2 separate regions of the Callithrix jacchus genome follow, and region 2 is linked to region 1. The links are chromatin contacts, called in public Hi-C maps. All regions are on one chromosome and are shown on one strand. Each heading gives the region's core, a stretch centred on a gene start, on an enhancer-like site or on the middle of the called end of the contact. The rest is flanking DNA. Distances are from core to core; before and after follow the strand shown.

What was found. A called contact is a pair of places that touch in the nucleus more often than the background predicts.
Region 2: a contact with region 1 is called in a Hi-C map of skeletal muscle, with 4 times the contacts expected there. The contact joins the promoter of IRS1 here to the enhancer-like site in region 1. A contact is called at or near these places in 2 of 3 Hi-C or Micro-C datasets (both in skeletal muscle).

The regions. Positions count from the first base shown.
Region 1 is chr6:147,751,816-147,755,193 of calJac240_pri, forward strand. No RefSeq gene overlaps it. Among named protein-coding and RNA genes, the nearest start is that of NYAP2, 670 kb to the left of the region's middle. Within about 2 kb of position 1,501, at least 1 of the 16 cell types and tissues checked has an H3K27ac peak or open chromatin away from gene starts, as enhancers often do. A contact at or near this core is called in skeletal muscle, where this site is marked.
Region 2 is chr6:148,439,689-148,443,406 of calJac240_pri, forward strand. IRS1 (insulin receptor substrate 1) reads right to left here and starts at 1,691. Exons shown (of 3, transcript XR_004744891.3): 1 at 1-1,691.

The sequences.
Region 1 (3,378 bases), core at 251-2,750:
AAGAAGCACCTGTTAACCAAATAAATCACTCCATCATGTCATTCTATTTATTTCCTTCAGAGGATTAATTATAATCTAACTGCATTTATTTGTTTACCATCTATTACTTGTCTACGTCACTAGAATCCAAACTGTTGAGAGCAGAGGCCTTATTTATATTCTTCACAGCTATATGCCTAACACTTAAACCCCCACACTTAATAATCACTTAATACATAATTTATTAAATAAGCTAGCCCTGGTTTTCATGTCTGCACCAACACATAAGATCGTAGTTACATCACTTAGGATGCTTTAAGCTACAGAAAACTGAAACCCAAAGCCAAGTGGCTTAGACAGTCCCAAACATGTATTATCTTACAACAAGAAGTTCAGAGGTAAGGATGTACCAGAGTGCACTTGGCCTCTCAATGATATCATTAAGAAGCCAGATTCATTCTATCTCTCAGTTTTGTCATATTAGGAAGTTGACCTTTCCCTAGGCTTTTTGTGTTTGCAATATTCTGCAGCGGTTCTGGATTATCATATCCATTTATGAAAACATACAGAGGAAGAAATGGGACTATCACTTATTCAGTGATTCCTACGATCCATAAATAACCTTTTCTGGATGACACTTAGCAAACTTCTCATCAAAGCTCAGTGTTCACAGTTTTGTTGCACATCCACAAATAATCCAATCACAAGGGTATCAAGGCCATGGTGACTGATTCACACCAAAGATTTCCAAACTCTTTGATTGTGACCCATGATAGAGTTGTTTTTACATTGACACCAATACACACACACACACATAATTGGTATTTTTTTTAAAGTTTTTATAAGATTTTTCTTACCCTGTTTCTAACCTATATATAATCTGATATTTTCTATTCTACGAAATTTGAGACACAATAATATGACCCACTAATTTGATTTTAGGATTTAATAATTATGACTCATTGGAGTTATGTTGGAATAACATTATCCTTGACCAATAACAATCTACTTCTAAAACTAGGCTGTGAATCATTTGAAGTAAGAGTAGATGTCCAAACCAAATTAAAATTAGGGAAAAGAATAAGGTGGCCTTGGTGGAGGCAAATAGCATCTGCTGAATTTTTACTTAGTAATTTTAATTTATATTGTTAATTTGAATTTTCACATTACTTGTTTTATCATATGGTATATCTAATAAGAATTGTAACAAATATTCTCAAAATGTAAAACTATGGAAGACAATATGTTAGGAATCAAATACATTCTAGAATCACATCAAAAGGTAAAGTATGTAAAGATTGTTCCTTTTTTGTTATTTGTTTTGAAAATGTTACCTAAAATGGCAGAAATTAGAGCTTAAGTGTTGGGCCCCCAATAAATACCAAGTAAGTAGGAACTTCTCAGTTTCTTTGAAAGTCATCATAAACCACGCTGACTTCCCCAGGTGGCCTCTGAAAACCCTCCAATTGGCTCTTCTTGCTGATAATGAAGTGCACTACATTGATGTTCCCTACATTGATGTTCGCTGTCCAAGGTATTCTTACCAAAATACTAAAGGGAATGGTCTCCTCTCTGATGTCTCTGAAATAGACAAACTCAAACTAGTCTTCTTGGCTAGTCCTGTGAGCTAAGAAGTTGCATCCTTTTAGCCACTCTCTCAATCTTTTCTTCAGTTTTCTTCTTAAATATGTATCTATCTCCATTTTCTTCTAGCTTTATTTTTATTTAATAAAGCCCATAATTTCAATATGTACAGTAGACATTTTAATTCAAGTACAATATTTTGCAATTTCTTTAACATGGAACAGAATCAAAGAGTGCTACAAAACTGGATGATTTCGATAATGGAACATAATCACTTCAATCCCCAATATTTTATTTAATTTTAATCACTTCTATGAAATGTAAACTGTATTATTGAATTACTTATCATAATAAAATATGGCAAGAATCTAACCTTTTGTTGATTCACGATGATTATTAGAGACAGAACTTATTTCTTAATACTTTAATACAGAAATCCTACATGTGTTTACTGAAAACATTTTGATAAATAAAATAAGGTAATGAATGCAGCACTCAGCTCACACCAAAATAAAGCATGGCCAGGGAAGGAGGAAATAGCAGAAAGATAAAATAATCTATGGAGAGAAATTTGAAGGATTAGTGCTATCCCAAGGAGACTAGGATTTCTAAATTTGAATATTCTCCTTGTTCCCAGTCTTAAGCAAGCCATATATACATGCAGTCCATATACAGAGATGCATTTGTGTGTAATGTTCTAGCATAGATTTTCATCATATTCTTGTACTCTATACTATAAAACGGGTAAGCCAAGGCATGGCTTAACTGAGAGAGTTAAATGACAGTATCAGAGTCAGTGACAGATTTGGTTCTGTATCCAAACCTACTTTCTGTGACCTCATATGTTCCCTTTGAATCAGGCCTAAGAATAGTCTTGATACCACAGAGGACACCCTCTCTACCCACGTGAGAACCAGGGCAAGGAAAAACCAGGCTCACCTTGAGAGGAATGTGGCTTTGCACCAGGTATTTCAGGGTCACTCAGCAGGGTTATTTTTGCTATTCTGCTGGCCTTTCCTCCCTGGCTGTGGCCCAGAACACTCCAGGCTCTGTCATCGTTTTGCACTGCACAGAGCAGCCCATTGGCCTTAATACCTGAAACCACAGCTGCACTTCAGGACCTGTTATAATCAACCCAAGGCTTCATAAGGCATTACGTTTCCTCTCTGCCTTCTACATAAGGTGACAGATGGCACTATTACATCACATTCAGCTTTTTGGGGAAGTAAGCTTAATAAACTATGGAATAATCTCTATCAGAACCCAAGAAAGCAATGGGCCAGGGAGTCAGAGATTGGCTGCCCAATTTCTCGAAAAGGAAGTAGATTTATTCTAGCAAATCTAGCCCTATATGAAGACAGAAAATCATGGTATTCTTTATCACCCTCATTCAGCAGCACCAGCAATTTCAGCTGTGTATTTTCCTATTATCTTACCAGGAGGGTCACTAGTAAATACAGATGGACATTTAAAAAGTTCATGTTCAGGATAATATAAAGTAATAATATGAATAAGAGTAGATTAAATGTAAATGTAATAAGATCACAGTGAGTGCCAACACTATCATACTACATGGAAAGAAGCACAGCAGACTTAATATGTTTTCAGGGTAGCCATGGCAAATCCTTTTTTTTTTTTTTTTTTGAGACGGAGTTTCGCTCTTGTTACCCAGACTGGAGTGCAATGGCACGATCTCGGCTCACCGCAACCTCCGCCTTCTGGGTTCAGGCAATTCTCCTGCCTCAGCCTCCAGAGTAGCTGGGACTACAGGCATGCACCACCATGCCCAGCTAATTTTTGTATTTTTAGTAGAGA
Region 2 (3,718 bases), core at 441-2,940, 690 kb after region 1:
CGAAGCACTAGACCGCCGTGGGAAGAGACAATCTGAGGTGGAGCCATGGCCACTGGTGCTGCTGGATGACAGACTGACCGGGCTGGTGGCCGAAGGCGAGCAGCGGGAAGCTGGCATGGGGATGGAGCGGCTGTGGTTGAGCGGGGGGTGCAGCCGTGCGCTGCCCCGGTGCCGGTGGGCGTGGGTTCTGTTGGTGCTGGGACTCACAGGACTACCGTCCACCGAGGCCGGGCGAGACATGGTGCCTTCACCGTCGCTGGAGGCGCGGACCCGGAAGGAGCCTGGTTTCCCGCCCACCATGCTGGCTGGGGAGGTGGCCGTGATGCTCTCGGTGCGTGATCGGCGTGTCAGCCCCACCTGGCTGGGCGGGAGGTTGTTGAGATGGTGCCGGCGCAGGGGGACGCTGATGGGGTTGGAGCAGTTGGACGAGGACTGGCTCTTGCTGCGAGGGCGGAACTCATCGCTCATGGCCCGCATGGCCTCCAGGATGGTCTCGTGCATGTTCTGGGCCACCACGGAGTCATCCACCTGCATCCAGAACTCCCCAGGCCCCGTCACGGCAGAACGACCCACCTCGATGAAGAAGAAGTTCTCCGAGTGGCCGCAGCGCCTGATGTTCATCAGCTGCAGCACCACAGCCGCTACCTCCGAGTTCAGCTTCACGAAGCTGATGGTCTTGCTTGTCAGGCAGAGGCGGTATATACCAATCAGGTTCTTTGTCTGACCCAGGCCCTTGGGCTTCAGGATCACCTGCCAGACTTCTTTGAATGTGGGTCCTGGGGGCCCGTCCCCGTAGCTGAGGTCCTCCCCAGCCTCACCAACTCCCGAGCTGCCGCTGCAGCTGCTCCCGCCGCCTCCCGCCCCGAGGACCGCAGCTCCATCGTGGTGGCCCTTGGCGCGGTTGTGCAGCTGCAGGAGAGCCTGGTACCAGCTGTCTTGTTCGGCCTCGCTGTCCGCCGCGATGGCAAAGTGCTCGTCCCGGGTGTAGAGAGCCACCAGGTGCTTGTTCTTGGAGTCAGCACGCTTGTTGATGTTGAAGCAGCTCTCAAGGGGGATTGAGCGTTTGGGGGCGCTCGACTTGTGCCGCCACTTCTTCTCGTTCTCGTAGTACTCGAGGCGCGCCGGGCCCCCAGCCTCGCTGGCCGCGCGCAGTACGAAGAAGCGTTTGTGCATGCTCTTGGGTTTGCGCAGGTAGCCCACCTTGCGCACGTCCGAGAAGCCCTCGCTCTCCAGAGGGCTTGCCATGCTGCCGCTGCCACCACCGCCGCTGAGCAGAGGGAGGCGCCGAAAAACAACCGGGTGGGGGGCAAAGGCTCCTCGCCACAGCCCCACACATGCAAATAGGGCTGGAGGCAGCAGAAACCCCAGACTCCGAAATCCACACAGTCTCCCGCACCGCACCGGGGAGGGGCAACTGGAGGAGGACGCAGCGGCTGCACCAAAGAGAGACCCCGACCGGAGTTTTACCGGCGCTTCACGCCCGGGAGAGAGGCAGTGAGTCCGGGATGAGGGCAGCCCTGATCCTTTGAGAGCCAAGTCTCTTCTCAGCCACTGCCGCTACCGGGAAGGAGCGAAGATGCATCTCTCACCGCCCCGACTGGAGTCCAGCGCAGGGAGGCAGTGGTTGGGGGTCCCCGCGTTGCCCCTCTAGGCGTGCGCGAGCGCGCGCCTTCCCTCCTGAGTTCCCCTCTGGAGTAGAGATTCCCGAGGCAAATTAAATATCCTTGGGTAGGGGGAGGCGGGTTGCCAAGTCCCAACGTTGGGTTCTCCCTCCTCCTTCTTCTCCTCCTCCTCCTCCGCCTCCTCCCACCCCCCAACCGTCCCAGCCGCCACCAGCAGTCCAAATACCAGCTCAATCGCAGAGACCGCGGCGCTGCGGCTGTTGCTGCTGCTGCTGCCGCCGCCCGCGGGCGCGTCCTCTGCAGCCCCCATTCGGGCCCATCTCGGCGGGCGGAGAAAGTGGCTTTTCCATTCGAAACGCTACTGGGCAGCCAGGGCAGCTGAGGACAGGCCGGAGGGACAGGCTCATCCCTGCCCCTCGCTGCAGTCGGCAGGGGAGAAGGGCAGGGGACAAGGGCGGCAGGCGAAGGGGGAGGTTTGGAAGGGTTCGGGAAGACGGCTGTTCTCTGGGAGGCGCTGCCGCTGCAGTTACTTCTCCCCTCCTCCCTCCCTCCTCCTCCTCCTCGGAGAGTTGCCGAGAGCCCCAACCAAAACAAGCCGCGGCGTCTGGCTCTGCGCGCCGGCCCCCTCCGACCGCGCCGCCGTCTCACTCAGAGGAGAAAAACACGTGACGGAGCCTCCGCGCTCGGCAGCCGGGCCGCCGCCGCCGCCGCAGCCGGGAGGCTCCCGCCCGGGTCTCTACATTCCGGGCCGATCCCGCCCCGCGCCCGCCCCTCTCCGCCCCCCGGCCTTGCCGCAGCGGCGCCCGCGCCGAGCCCCCGCGCAGCGCTAGGACAGCGCCCCTGTGCGGCCACCAGCTCGCGCGCAGCGCCTCCCTCCCCGTGCGCTACCCAGGGCGCCCCAGGCCCTCAGGAATCCCCGCGGCGGGCGCGGGCGGGGGTGTTTGGGTGGCTACCCGAAAGCACGAGGGGAGTCTGGGAAAACGGGAGGGGGCGAGCTCGGGAAGACGCAGGAGTGAGGGTGGGGGCGACGGGGGGGTACTGCGGCTGTGGAGCCCCTAGTGGGAGGCCCGGGGGAGGCGGGGGCGCGGGAGCTGGGTTGCCTCTTACCTAGCAGGTAAGATCGACCCGCGGGAGGGAGGTTTCTATTCAAGGCTGTTTCTCCCAGAAAATATACAAGCTAGATTTCGGCTTCAGGGTGATAGGCCATGGTGCGGGGATCCGTATTTTTGTAAGGTTTTCCAAAGGACTTCTGGGCCAGCCTTCCACCTTGGAATCCCTGGATTTGCTGCCGTGAGGTTCCTGGAAGGAACAGAGGGACGCCCAAGGGCAGTGACTGGGGGCAGTTATGGTCACTGCCAAAGGAGAACAGGGATTTCCCAGGAAGCTGCTGATCAGTTAGGGAGAAACTGTAAATATCACCTTTTCTCCTATTCCCCTGGCCTATCCATTTGAGGGGGATTCACACCTAAGCCTCAGGGCATGGGGGAGGGGAAATGAAAGGTCCCTTATCATATTACGAAGTCTCTCCGTGACTTTAAAAAACTGTTACGGACTTACAGAGGATTCATAAGGCCAAAACCCGACTATGCAAATATTGGCTGAAATGTTTGTTTCACACACAGCTTCCACACCCATTGAACCACCCTATAAATGTTTAACCTTGACCACAAGGATAATCGGGAGAAAACAAGGATGGTGCCAGCTCAACAGTACAGGAAAATGGGTACTTCATGAGTGTACCAGGTCCGCAGCCTGGGTCTACTTGAAGCTCCTCTTTCAGGGTTACCTTGCGGTACCAGTCTCCCCACAAGCAAACGCTCCCAAGTTTTTTGTTGTTTTAAGCTGACCTATAAACAAACAGTTTGTCCCTGCTTGCTCGCCCGGCACTAAGGATCCACAGAGATGTCACTCGGTTTAATGTTGTCGCATGTTGATGCCTGACTCGTTTGGGGTTGCCGCCCCTTTTCCAAGCCGGGACCCTGCTCAGCCTCCGGCTCCCAGGCACTGCAGGATGCTGGTGGGGCAAGCAGCAGTCCAAGCGCTGGGCATGCTCAGTGGCCGGGACCCGCCGGGCCGCAGGGGAGCGCGCCTCGGCC